Linked DNA regions of Rattus norvegicus: regions 1 and 3 are each linked to region 2. Evidence: chromatin contacts called from public Hi-C data. All regions are on one chromosome and are shown on one strand. Each heading gives the region's core, a stretch centred on a gene start, on an enhancer-like site or on the middle of the called end of the contact. The rest is flanking DNA. Distances are from core to core; before and after follow the strand shown.

Region 1 (4,164 bases), core at 1,097-3,596, 240 kb before region 2:
CTCCTCTGCGCATGTGCAGCCGATAAATTCCATCTGGAGGAACGACAGCGGGGCCGGTCATGTTCTCTGCTGGCCCCTCTGCCAGGGCTTCATTTCCTAGCCCAGAGCTGTTTCTTCCACGTGCTAATCTGCAGCTGGAAGGATGCGTAACAAATGGATTAGATGATCTTTTAGGCCGTTAAGCAGAGGGGGCCTTCATCCTGTGCCCGCCGTGTCTGCCTTTCAACGTGAGGCAAAGCCGCCCCAAATCTTTCCAACATCGCTTTCCCCAAACCATGGGACAAGCGGGAGAGGAGCTGGTAGCCGGGCCCTGGCAGCCAGACAGCTTCCTTCATGGAATGTGAGACCGCTGAGTGGCAGAGCGGCAAGCATGAGATGCATGGAGGGTGCTGTCATCGGTCTGCCCCGGCTGGCTGGGAGCCGTGCCTTGGCCATTTATTTTAAGCACAGCTTTAATCATTACGGGAGGCTCCTAACTTTACAGCTATTGCTTAGCCGCCTGTTTCTCCGTCCCCAGTCACTCGAATTCATCCCGACTTTTCTGAAATGAAGCCGCTTGTTTTCCAGTGTTCTCTCGGAACACTCACCTCTGCCCTGAGATGCCCTGGGTTTAGTCCGCAGTACCCCAGGGAACAGGGTGTGGTGCTGCATACCTGTACTACGGTCATTAGGAAGACAGGCAGGAGGCACCAAAGTCCAAGGTCAATCTCTGGTTGGTAGGGAGGTTGAGGCCAGCCTGTGTCAAAACAACACGAGCAGGAGAAAGGTGTGTGTGTGGGGGGGGGGGGTTGAGTGGGGGGGGAACGGGACACATTTCTCAAACTCTGCACAATGAGTTCTTGAACGAGTAAATCGTGCGCTGAGTTAACAAACACGTTGCTTGTTTATTTCTACGTCTTTTCTTCTTTGTACCGGCTAGACATCCTTCCCCAAACCAGAGTGCTAAGAAGCAAAACAAAATGAATCCAAAAGACACATTGCCAAGCTGGCTGGCTATCTTTGAAAGTCCCAAGATTTGAGAAAACGCCTCTGGCAGATGGCAGGCTATGTCATGGAGTGAGGCTGCGGCCACACACCTATGACTCTGAGAATGTTGCCCACCACAGGTGAGAAGTGTATGGAAAATGGTTTCCCAAATCTTACACCGATTTTAAGGTTAAGCATGATGTGTTAAATAAATACATTGGCTCGATGGTTGGTTAGCGAATGATGCCCAGTAACTAAGGGTAATTATTACTGGGATAAATTATGTGGGTTTGAAGGACCCGGTGCTACACTTTGTCCAGGTTTATAGTCCACTGATGTCCATGGTTACTAAAATGGATACATGGGCCAGCTAGATCAGAGGCACCAAACCTGACAGACAAACCAGACACAGGCCCCGTGTGGTGGAAGGTGAGAGCCCACTTCTGCAAGTTTGCCCTCTGACCCCCACACACGTTCATAGGAGCATTTTATCATTAAAGGGATTTTATTTACACCCTCCAAATTCCCAGTTCTGTGATTTGCCCCGTGAACGAAAGCTGGAGAAAGAACTGCAGCTGGCACTGGACCTCTCTCTGTAAAGCTAATTAGCTGATTTGAACTTCAACCTTTGCGGAGAGGCTGCAATGTCGCAGGTCTGGAGCTTACTGGCAGTTTTTCTTGGGCCCTCTCCAGTTCCCTTAATAGCTACCGGTTGCCTACCCCGTGTCTAACCTACCAGCTTGTGAAGAACAGGTAAAACCGTCTGGAACATTATCAGATCACAAGCTCACACCGACCCATATGCTAAGATGTAGTCAGACTGCATCTGAGGCCTATAGCTGAGGTCCCTTCCCTTCTGCAGCCAGCTTACTGGGGGTCCCACCGCATGTATTTTTGAAGTCTTGATTTATGATTTTCTTTGTCTGGTTATTATGGACATTTTAAATCGAATTGTTACAACATCGGAAGGTAGAGTTTGGGGTAACCCAAACCTGGCCCCTCATCTTGGCTCCAGAATGAGCCAAGGGAGGTGAGAACTGTGCTTTTTGCACGCACAGCTCAACAACTGCAAACCACATTCATTCACCCCCTGCTCCACTAGCCGGGATCTTAGTTCTTAGTGGGGCGCCGTCTGCGGACACAGCGGGTGGTGGTCTGGACGGTTGGGGACTCCGGCCTTTCCCACCGGGCAGCGCAGCCTGGCGTGTGCGGGCGGACTCCCGCGCGCGCGCCCTGCGCACCCTCGCACCGCCCTCCCGCCCGGCGCTCCGGGGCGCGGCCAGGGCACAGCACCCGCCCCGAGAGGAGCGCCGAGTTCCTTGAAGGCCGGCGGCCGCCGCAGACCTGCCCTCCCTCCCTCCCTCCCTCCCGTGACGCGCGTGCCCCGCAGCGCGCAGCCGCAGCGCTGCCAGCATGCGCGCCGAGGCCCGCGGCGGCCTGGAGCGCTTCTGCAGCGCGGGCAAGGGCCGGGGGCTCCGTGCGCTGCGGCCCTTCCACGTGGGCGACCTCCTCTTCTCCTGCCCGGCCTACGCCTGCGTGCTCACCGTGGGCGAGCGGGGCCACCACTGCGAGTGCTGCTTCGCCAGGTACTCGGGGACCGTGCGGGAGGGAGGGGCCACGCGGGGCCACGTGCGCCGCGTCCGCTCAGCCACGGCCTGCCCCGCAGCCGGACCTGCGCCGCCCCACGCGTGTCCGCTCTAGTTTAGACTCCCTGTGGTCCGGAGGCCTCCCGGGCTGTGCTGAGATGGGCGGCTCCCCCACCCCCCAAGAAGTGACAACCCGATCAGCCGGGGACCCTTCCGGTTATCCTTGAGGAGGGACGGTATGGGGCACGCCTATGAGACTGGGCTCCGTAGATGGGGGGGAGGGGGATACAGTTTGTTGGGAGAATATTTGTAGTACATCATATATGTCCTGAGTCCACGCCCATATGCTAAGCCTTCAGGTAGTTGTGGAGCAGAAAGGTACTCCGCCATCCCACCCTGTCTCTTCATTTTACAGACACACTTTATCTTAAGGGCTGAGAAGAGATCATTTTACTGTTGGGAAACTAAAGCCCAGAGAGGAAGGGCACCTGGGTGTACACAAAGCACTAATTAGGGGCTGAAGCCTGGCCTGCCTCAGGACTGACACTTCCCACCCACTCCTGTGCTCCCCAAGTTTCCTGAGCTAGGGGGTCTGGCTTTAGAGTTCAGCCTACCCCAGGCCATCTGTGGATGCCTGAGGAAGGGACCCTCATACTTGCTTTGAAGGTCAGTGCCTTCATCTTTGAAGTGGAGATGGTGGGATAGATTAAGCTAACATGGGGTTCTCGGGTCCCTCTCGAGGGCTGGTCTGAGTCCAGCACTCATCGAAGCTCTCTGCACTTAGCCTCCCAGACTGGTGTACCTCATTCTCCAATAAGACAACAAAAGAATGGACAAAGGCTGAATATTAGAGTAATCTCGGCCCGACTCCCTGCCAGAACTGTCTTCCGCTTGGGGGGACCTGGAAAGGAACTAGACGCAGAACCATGCCGTGGGCAGCGGAAGGGCTGTATGTGATGTGCCTCTTTGAATTGGTGAGCCAAGAGCTAAAGGGTCATGGCACCACTTTGCGACGTTCGAGTGAAGTGAGCATTGGGTTTTCCCAAAGTTAAAAAGGCTGCTGAGACTGGTCCCTTGATCTTCTGAGCCTCGCTGTGGCTGGGAGTCTGCAGCAGTGTGGGTGTCTGCAGTAAAGGAGCAAAACGGGTCACCCAGCACAGAAGGGGCCTCCCTCAGGGGTCCTGGTGCTTGCCAGAAGCCACAGCGTGCGCTGAGAGGTGTGGGCCTTGCTCAGTGCGTAGTAGGGACTCGTGGCCAGTCTCTCCTCCTGAAATTAAATATCTGCGTTGACAGCTGAGACGTGCTTCTCTCCTGTTGGGAGTGTCCTGATTGTACGCAGACACACAAGCCCCAGGAGTACCCTGACATTTGTGGCAAAGTTTGCCCCCCACATTGACATTTGTCAGTGTCACTAATTTTGCCTCAGTTCCCTCCTCAGGGCTGCCCCAGGCAGTCATTCCATTGCTCCAACCTCTTCTGTTTGGCTTATGTAACAGAGTCCTTGGAAATCAACTAAAATATTGCACAATACATAAATAAATAAATAAATAAATAAATAAATAAATAAATAAATAAATAACTCATGAGATCCATGGGCCTAGAAAGATCTTCA
Region 2 (3,963 bases), core at 1,374-3,873:
TTCCCCGAACTGGAGTTATGGTTGTGAGCTACCATGCAGATGCTGGGAAGTGAACCCAGGTCTTCTGCAAGAGCAGAAACTGCTGAGCCACCTTTCCAATTCAAAGACTATTTACTTTTAAAGAAAAATATATAGGTCTTTAGGTGCTACTAGGAAATTGGAAGTAGTTAGGACTGTTTATTTAGATCGTTGAGGAGGGGAAGCCCTGAGAGAGGTGTGCTACATAACACAGTTGAGCCTGGTAGAATTTGAAATGTTTCCCAGGGTTGTTTGGGTGATGGGGGGTTTCATTTATGACATCTTGCGTTTCCTGCGAACTATACAGTGAGGTCTATTCCTGAGGATGAGCAGGAAGTGGGTACTTAGAGGAGGCTGGAGAAATTATAAAATTTGGAGCAAGGTCTGGGGAGTAATCCAGAGGGTGGGTTCGTAGCTGTATGTGAGTGTCCAGTTGTGGGACTTCTTTCTGTCCCTGTGTGTCTCACGGTATTCCCCAGGAAGAGGACAGACAGACAGGCAAATGCACACATCTGGGAGACATTAGAACAAAGGGTAATGGCGTTGGTCTCAGTGCTGAGTGCTACAGCTCACACCGGAGAAGAAGATGGGAAGGCTAGACAGCACCAAGTGATAGAAAGTAAGGTAGTGGATGAATGATCCAGGCATGGTGGTCTGCGCTTCGAGAAGGACTGACTGCTAGAAAAGCAAGGGCAGGGCAAGAATCCTCAAAGGGAAGTGTAGAAACCAAGTTCTAAGAAAACCAGGAAACATCTTAGTGTGGTAGTCTTAGGGCGATTGTTGCTGTGATAAAACATTATGACCAAAGCAAGCTGGAAGGAGCCGGTTTATTCAGCTGACACTTCCACATCACTGCTCATCACTGAAGAAAATCAGGGCAGGAGCTCCAACAAGGTAGGAGCCTGAGGCAGTGCTGATGCAGAGGCCATGGAGGGGTGCTGCTTACTGTCCCTCACTCCCTGGCTTGCTCAGCCTGCTTTCTTATAGAACCCAGGACCACCAGCCTAGGGTTGGCACCACTCGCACTAGGCTAAGTGAGGCCTCCCTCATCAATCACTAATTAAGAAAATGTCCTCCAGCAGGATCTTATGGAGGCATTTTCTCCATGTTTCAAAATCTCCTTTCAGATAACCCTAGGTTGTGTCAGATTGACATAAAGTTAGCCTGCTCAGTGGTTTTATGAAGAAGGTTGTGTTTGAACTGAAGGATCAGCATGATTTCAGTAAAAGGGAAGCAGAACCAAATCCAACTGCAGGAATAGTCTAATGAAAGGTAAAGGGGACAGAGCAAGTTTGAAAGAGATGGAAGGCAGCACATCAACTTCACAATTCATAGCTTGTTCCTGCCTTTGGAAGCTTATTTGTGAGGAAAGGGATCTCACCTGTCCTTGAGGACTTAACTGATAAAAAGTTGATGAGGGAAGAAAAACGGTGTCCCCTCCCCCCACCCCACTGTGTTGTGTAGCTACTGGTAAGGGGCACTGCTCTGTTAAAGAAACACTATAGTTTGTTTACTCATGTTCCATAAGCAACCATAGTGAAATTCAATCTCTCTCTCTCTCTCTCTCTCTCTCTCTCTCTCTCTCTCTCTCGCTCTCGCTCTCGCTCTCGCTCTCGCTCTCCCTCTCGCTCTCCCTCTCGCTCTCGCTCTCCCTCCCCCTCCCCCCCCCATTATATACAGAGTACACAGTTGCTTTCTTTAGATACACACCAGAAGAGGACATCAGATCCCATTACGGATGGTTGTGAGCCACCATGTGGTTGCTGGGAATTGAACTCAGGACCTCTGGAAGAGCAGTCAGTTCATATATATATATATATATATATATATATATATATATATATATATATGTTCATATACTCACAAACCTGGGCTTCATAAAAAGGTTGGAGTGCACTCATTTTAGAAGGGTCTTGTGAATATTTGAGTCTGATAAAAAGCGTTCACCTTTAATCTCATATTCAGCGCCACTACAACCTGCGCGCGCAAATTCAGATTTTGAAAATAAGACTGAGATGACTGAGAGGTCAGCAGTTGGTGTTTTGCATGCATGTCTTAGATTCAAGTTCAGATTATTTTGTTATGCTGTGCCTCCGTTTTATTTACGCGTTTTATTTATTTATATTTATTTGTTTGTTTGTTTATTTTGTATTTATTTTGCGACAAGAGTCTCTGTATATAGCCCAGGCTGTCCTCCAAACGCCCTCCTCAGGGCGGCTATGACAGGCGCGCGCCAGCTGGCTCAACTTCGCAGCCAACTTTCATAGTAATAGTCACCTCAGAGCTAACACCTCACGTTTGTCCTACAGTTAGAGGGAGCGGCCACCCCGCGGAACAGGCCTCACCCTCCTCCTCAGCACGCCCAGCGGCTCAGGGCCACCCTTTTGAGCATGTAGTGCCCGTCTCTAGGCAACGCCAGCCCATCCAAAGTCTGCTTTGGCACCGCTTGTTTTTAAACAGTCGTCCAAAAGAACCAATCAGAGGAGGCTCACCGAGGATGCTGGCGCGGATTGGTCGACAGCCTTTAGCAATGGCCAATAGGCGTGGAGACTAGCTGGGAGGGACCGGAAGTGAACGACAGGAAGAGGGGCGGTGGCCGCGGGCAGTTTGAATCGCTCGTGCTGGGCGGCAGGTGCGGCGCGCTTTGTGAGGAGCTCGGCGGTGAAGAACCCGGGGTTCTCGGATCCCTGAGCCGGGTTCCGAGAGGCGCTCAGGTGAGCAGCCCCCCCCAGCCCGGAATCCCCGTCCCCCACGCGGCGCCCCATCGGAGTCCCTCATGGTTTCTTGTAGCTTCATTCTCGCTTAGCGGCTTTGGGTCGCCTGGGTGCCAGGCTGTGCTTTGTGCTCAGCAGCCAGAACTAAATAGCACTGGCAGGATTCTGACGGAGGACAACCGTAGAAACCCGCCAGAACCTCTTAGGACCTGAGGCGGGCGATTGGCCCTTGAAGCGAGCCCTCCGCATAATTTAAGACATACTTTCCGGTGGAAGTCCTTTTAAACCTTCACCTCCGACGTTTTGCTTCATCTTTCGTCTTCCTCTCAGACCCTGCCTCTTCAATCTTACTTTTTTGGTTTACGGATTTTTACAACTTTTGCTCCAGTGACCCAATTTAGGTGGCGGTCAGATGGTTCCTTACATCGTCAACACCTAATCGCAAGTAGGCAGGGGATCGGTGTGGTGTATTTATATGTAAGCGTAGGCGAGGTAGAAAATGTATATATGTGTTTTAATGAACATAGTAAAAAATGCTCTTTAAACACCCAAGGCTAATAACCAGAACTCTGACATCTCTCACTCAAATAACAACCCTAAAACCCCATGATGCCCACTGGACAGTATGTAAGTGGAGACGAAACAGTGCTCTACTCTGAGTCTCTGAAAAGACGACACCTTGGTCTGCCCTCAGGATCCTAACCCTCGAATCAAAAACTTCTGTTGGCTTTTAGGGCCTTAGGATGTGTGTAGTCCTGTTTCGATTTGATGTCTCAGGATCAAGTGGTATCCAAGGGAGTCTTCCCCTTCTCTGAGAAGAAGGGGAGGTGTTTGTGAGGTGGGGACTGGGCGCAAGGGGTGGGGTGGGGAACTACCATTAGGATGTAAAGCGAGGGCTGGAGAGATGGCTCAGCGGTTAAGAGCATCGACCGCTCTTCCAGAGGTCCTGAGTTCAATTCCCAGCAATCACATGGTGGCTCACAACCATCTGTAAAGAGATCCGATGCCCTCTTCTGGTGTATCTGAAGACAGCTACAGTGTACTTATATATAATAAATGAATAAATAAATCTTTTAAAAAAAAAGGATGTAAAGTGAATAAATAATAATTATAATAATAATAATAAAGAGAAAAAAAATACATCACATAGGTGAGCAGCCATGGGAAGACAGGCTTAGGAATTTAAAGTATAAATATTGTATAATAATCCGCAGCATAATGAAATATAACT
Region 3 (3,980 bases), core at 739-3,238, 190 kb before region 2:
ACAAGGTCACCATAAAAATAAAAATATTTTCATGTTTGCTGAAATGACCATCTCTCCTTCCCTTTTAGTATTCCTACTCAGAGGTGAGGCGAGCTGGGGTTGTGAACGGTTTACTGTTGGAAGTTGTCGACACTGGCTGCTGCTCCCCAAGGACACACAGCCTCCTCTTCCCTCTTCACAAGAACTTGCTACCTGCCATGGCAGAAGAGACCCAGAAGGGAGGCTTCCTGCAGGTTCTCTCCAAATGTGTGGGAAAAAAAGACCCATCCTAGCATTTGCTTCTTGTGTGTTTCCTCTACAATGCAGACATGGGGAACTGCAAAGTCTTCATCGAGACAGGTTTTCCAAAAGGTCTTCGCCTATAGAACCGATCTTAGGTAAGAGAGACAATAAGGTGGGAAGATAGCTCAGTCAGCCATGTGCTGACCTCATGAGTCAGCCTGAGGCCCTGAGTTCAAACTCCAGAATAGGGCTTGGTGGCACACGTGTGTATCCCAGTGGCAGAGACAAGTTCCTCAGGCTTGCTTGAACCGGAAGTTCCAGGCTAGGAGAGACCCTGCTCAGAACAAGGTAAAAAGTTCCTGAGGGTTGGCTTCTGGTCTCTACAGGCATGTACACACATGTGAATGAATGCACACCCACACAAGCATGCAGATATGGAGTAAGGGAAGCCTGTGTATTCAACTACTGCAGGTGTGTTATGACAAGACAGCTGTTTTCTCTCAAAACAAGGTTTATTGCATGTAGAAATCAATAGATATCTTTTACAAAAAAGGGGGGGTTAGAATAAAGACCTCACATTTGTAAAGGCACATAGGAAACATTTTACAGCAACGACAAGGACAGAGACAACATCCTCTAGGACTGTTACCTAAATAAGACTTCGTAGAAAGAGGGAACAGTGCAAAAGAATACTGTCAAAAGCCAGCACCCTACACCTCAGAGCTGTCTGTGGCAGAGGCTGGCAGGCAAACGCTTGTTACTGATGAACAACAGCATGCATAACTTTATTTAGGGCTTTTAATATTATCCACGTGACGGAGAGTCTCTGCCAAAGTACAGTCAACGTGATAATTGGTAACTTAGGAAGGAATGTCGTCCTCTTGTCTCCTCTGTCCCCGGTCCTCAGGTGCAGTTTGCGAGGAGAGAGGTTTGACAGCCGTCTCAGTCGGCAACTGCCATGGACTAGGTGCTGAGTCCCAACCTGGAATGCTTTCTTTCTTTCTCTTTCTTTCTTTCTTTCTTTCTTTCTTTCTTTCTTTCTTTCTTCCTTCCTTCCTTCCTTCCTTCCTTTCTTTCTTTCTTTCTTTCTTTCTTTCTTTCTTTCTTTCACAGCTTACAACATAGTGGGTGCTGCTAGCCCATGTGCAAGCCCATAAAAGCCAACCACATCTGGCATAGCACTGCCTTCCAGCCATGGCGGAGGTCTGTAGGCTTCTGTGGGCTGACCCAAGAACCCTAAAGAAAGCTGGTTTCTAAGCTGAGGGTGGGGGTGTCTGTGCATCATTTCAAAATAAAAACCATCAAATGTCAATTATTTTGAAGGAAACCAAAATTCACAACATCTGACAGAAACAACCAAAACGCAAGCATCAAAATACTGAACAAAAGAGTGAAGGACTGGTGAAGCAAAGTAGCCAGTTATTATGTAACACGTCACAAAAGGTTACACTTTCAATAGTCATCTGCACGTGGAACCTCCCCAGGGAACCCTCAGCCAGGTCAGCTGACCACTGAGGGACAGAGGGCATACAGTGGAAATCATCTCTAAGGAAGTGTGGGCTTGTATCTGAAAGAATGTGGTTGAAGAATTTTAGGACTACCAATAGTGGCGAAGAACTTCAAAGGAAATTGCAGTAAAACTTTACAGCCTTTGAGTCTAAATAAAATGGCTCGGAAGGAAAGAGTTTTCAGTTCAATGCTCAAGGTATTTATTAGCTAGCACTGCACCGAGGGAGGCGGAGGCCCCAGAGAAATGCCAAGAACGCCACCTGGCCATGCTCAAGCAGCATTCCTGAGGGTTTAGTGTGAGGTCCCACCCCAAGGCACTGATGGCTCCTCTACTCTCTGCTTTCCACCCAAAAGAGTTTGTGTCCCTGAAGGAAGAGGTTGGAGAAGAAAACTTAATAAGGCAGGAGGCTAGGCAGATAGCTTATTCTGCATTAGCCGTCGATCATAGCACACCCTGTGGGGCTCCCTGGGAAGCCCTGCAGTGCACCTGTCCCACCAGCTGACCAGGGAGACTGGAGCAAACAGTCCAGGCGAGCCAGGGGTAGTTAGACTGCACACCAGCGCTCTCGTCCTAAAGCCTGTTGGGGCACCTGTAATAAACAGGAAGCCTGCTGCCAATGTTATTTCTAATCGAACTAATATTCGTCCTTTTCCTCTCTCTTCTGGTACTGAGGGACGGTGCTGCACCTCAGGACAGGAGGCCTGGTTGTAAGAAGTCTTCTCCCCAACTCGTTTTGGACACTCATTTCCCAGATCCTATTCCCTATCCAACCCCAAAGGCATGGAGTCATTCCTTCTTAAATTAAGAATTCCTCCATGGACATTTTAGAGAGGTTCAAGACCATGGTCCTCTTGCCCGCTCCGTGGCCAGGCAGGAAAAAATTAAGAGGGAGCTTCAGAGAGCTGGTCTGGAAAGCAAGCAAACAAGCAAGGAGAGTTGGTGGTATCTGAATAGACAAAGTGACCTGGAATGCAGACAGTGGAATTGCACAGGGGCACCGCCCCGTCCCCGCACCAGAACACTCACCCTCACCGTGTTTGGATAAACATGGCTCGCACAGGCACTCACCAGCAAGGGAGACTGGGAATGCTAAGCGTGGATGTAACATTGCAGGGGCAGAACCCTGCTCACAGGCGTGCAGTATCGGGCAAGGAGTCTCCAAAGCAACTGCCCAGATGCAAGGGCCACATGTGACAACCCAGTACGGGGAGCAGGCCAGGAGCCCGGGAGAAGTCGATCTCAACACTGGATCACAGCCTTCCCTGGGGTGTTGTATCATCGTTTCCAACTCTGACATCACTGCTGCAGGGTCCAAAACATTTTATGCCCAATAAACTTTGGGTAAGAAATTCGGGGGTGATCTAACCTCCCCACTGTCTTTGGACAAGCGCTGGTCCTGCTGGCAAGCCCATAGCAGAAGAGTCGCTGTCTAGGTAACAGTTGGACATGCTTAGGCTGGCGTTTGCTCCAACCCTCCCGCCAGACAACCAAACATCCTTTCACTTATCTCTAAGATGAGGAGACGGAACACAGCTCTGAACCGCAAGGCCCGGCCTCCAAACGGCAGTGCGTTATCCACCTATGAGATCGAGGGGTGCCAGATCCCCAGTGCCTGGCCACGAACAGGCTAGCAGCAACGGGCCAGTGAGAGTCTGAGAAACACAGTGTGCCGTATTAATCGTATTAAGGCCATGGAGGACTGGACACACTGGGTAAAAACCCTCACTTCCCCTAAGGTGTAACAGAAATGCAGAAGCTGAGGACAGGGAAGACAGGATGGATACTGGACAAGCTGCTGGACCCGGGTTCCAGCTCCCCTAGAATGGGTGACATCTGCATGGGTTGGCAGCACACCCTCATATTTCCCCAAGGTGATTTGCCACCAACGGACTCAGAAGCGAGGCGAAGGCATTTTCAGGCTGCAATGACCCTCCGGGGCTAACTGTGACTGACTCCACCCTCCAGAGCCGACTCATCTGTCACTCAACAAGCCATAGGTCACCAGGGACTATGCCATTCCTACGGGAGACCCAGAGCTCTCCGCTCAAAGCTGAGGGAGTCAGAGCTACCACTCAGGGAGAGACAACACCGAATGAGAACTTGGTGGCCGCCTGGCTAGAATGCTGGCTGGAAGCAGCAGGGGCAGAATCTTTGTTAAGTGCAGCTGAGGGCTCGACGGCAGTGACAGGGCACTCCGTGGACAGCTCATTTCCTAATACTGAGAAGAAATGAATAATGTCCCTTGAGT

What was found. A called contact is a pair of places that touch in the nucleus more often than the background predicts.
Region 1: a Hi-C map of Schwann cells shows a contact between it and region 2, with 5 times the contacts expected there. The contact joins the promoter of Smyd2 here to the promoter of Cenpf in region 2. A contact is called at or near these places in 5 of 12 Hi-C or Micro-C datasets (the Rat2 cell line, Schwann cells, kidney and 2 more).
Region 3: a contact with region 2 is called in a Hi-C map of kidney, with 6 times the contacts expected there. The contact joins the enhancer-like site here to the promoter of Cenpf in region 2. A contact is called at or near these places in 12 of 12 Hi-C or Micro-C datasets (the A7r5 cell line, the Rat2 cell line, Schwann cells and 7 more).

Annotation. Positions count from the first base shown.
Region 1 is chr13:103,995,956-104,000,119 of GRCr8, reverse strand. Smyd2 (SET and MYND domain containing 2) reads left to right here and starts at 2,346. Exons shown (of 12, transcript NM_206851.1): 1 at 2,346-2,552. The coding sequence starts at 2,380.
Region 2 is chr13:103,759,546-103,763,508 of GRCr8, reverse strand. It overlaps Cenpf (centromere protein F), which reads left to right and starts at 2,623. Exons shown (of 18, transcript NM_001100827.1): 1 at 2,623-2,732.
Region 3 is chr13:103,948,444-103,952,423 of GRCr8, reverse strand. Ptpn14 (protein tyrosine phosphatase, non-receptor type 14) reads right to left here. Exons shown (of 19, transcript NM_001401364.1): 19 at 716-3,980. Among named protein-coding and RNA genes, the nearest start is that of Smyd2, 47 kb to the left of the region's middle. Within about 2 kb of position 1,988, at least 6 of the 93 cell types and tissues checked have an H3K27ac peak or open chromatin away from gene starts, as enhancers often do. A contact at or near this core is called in the A7r5 cell line and kidney, where this site is marked.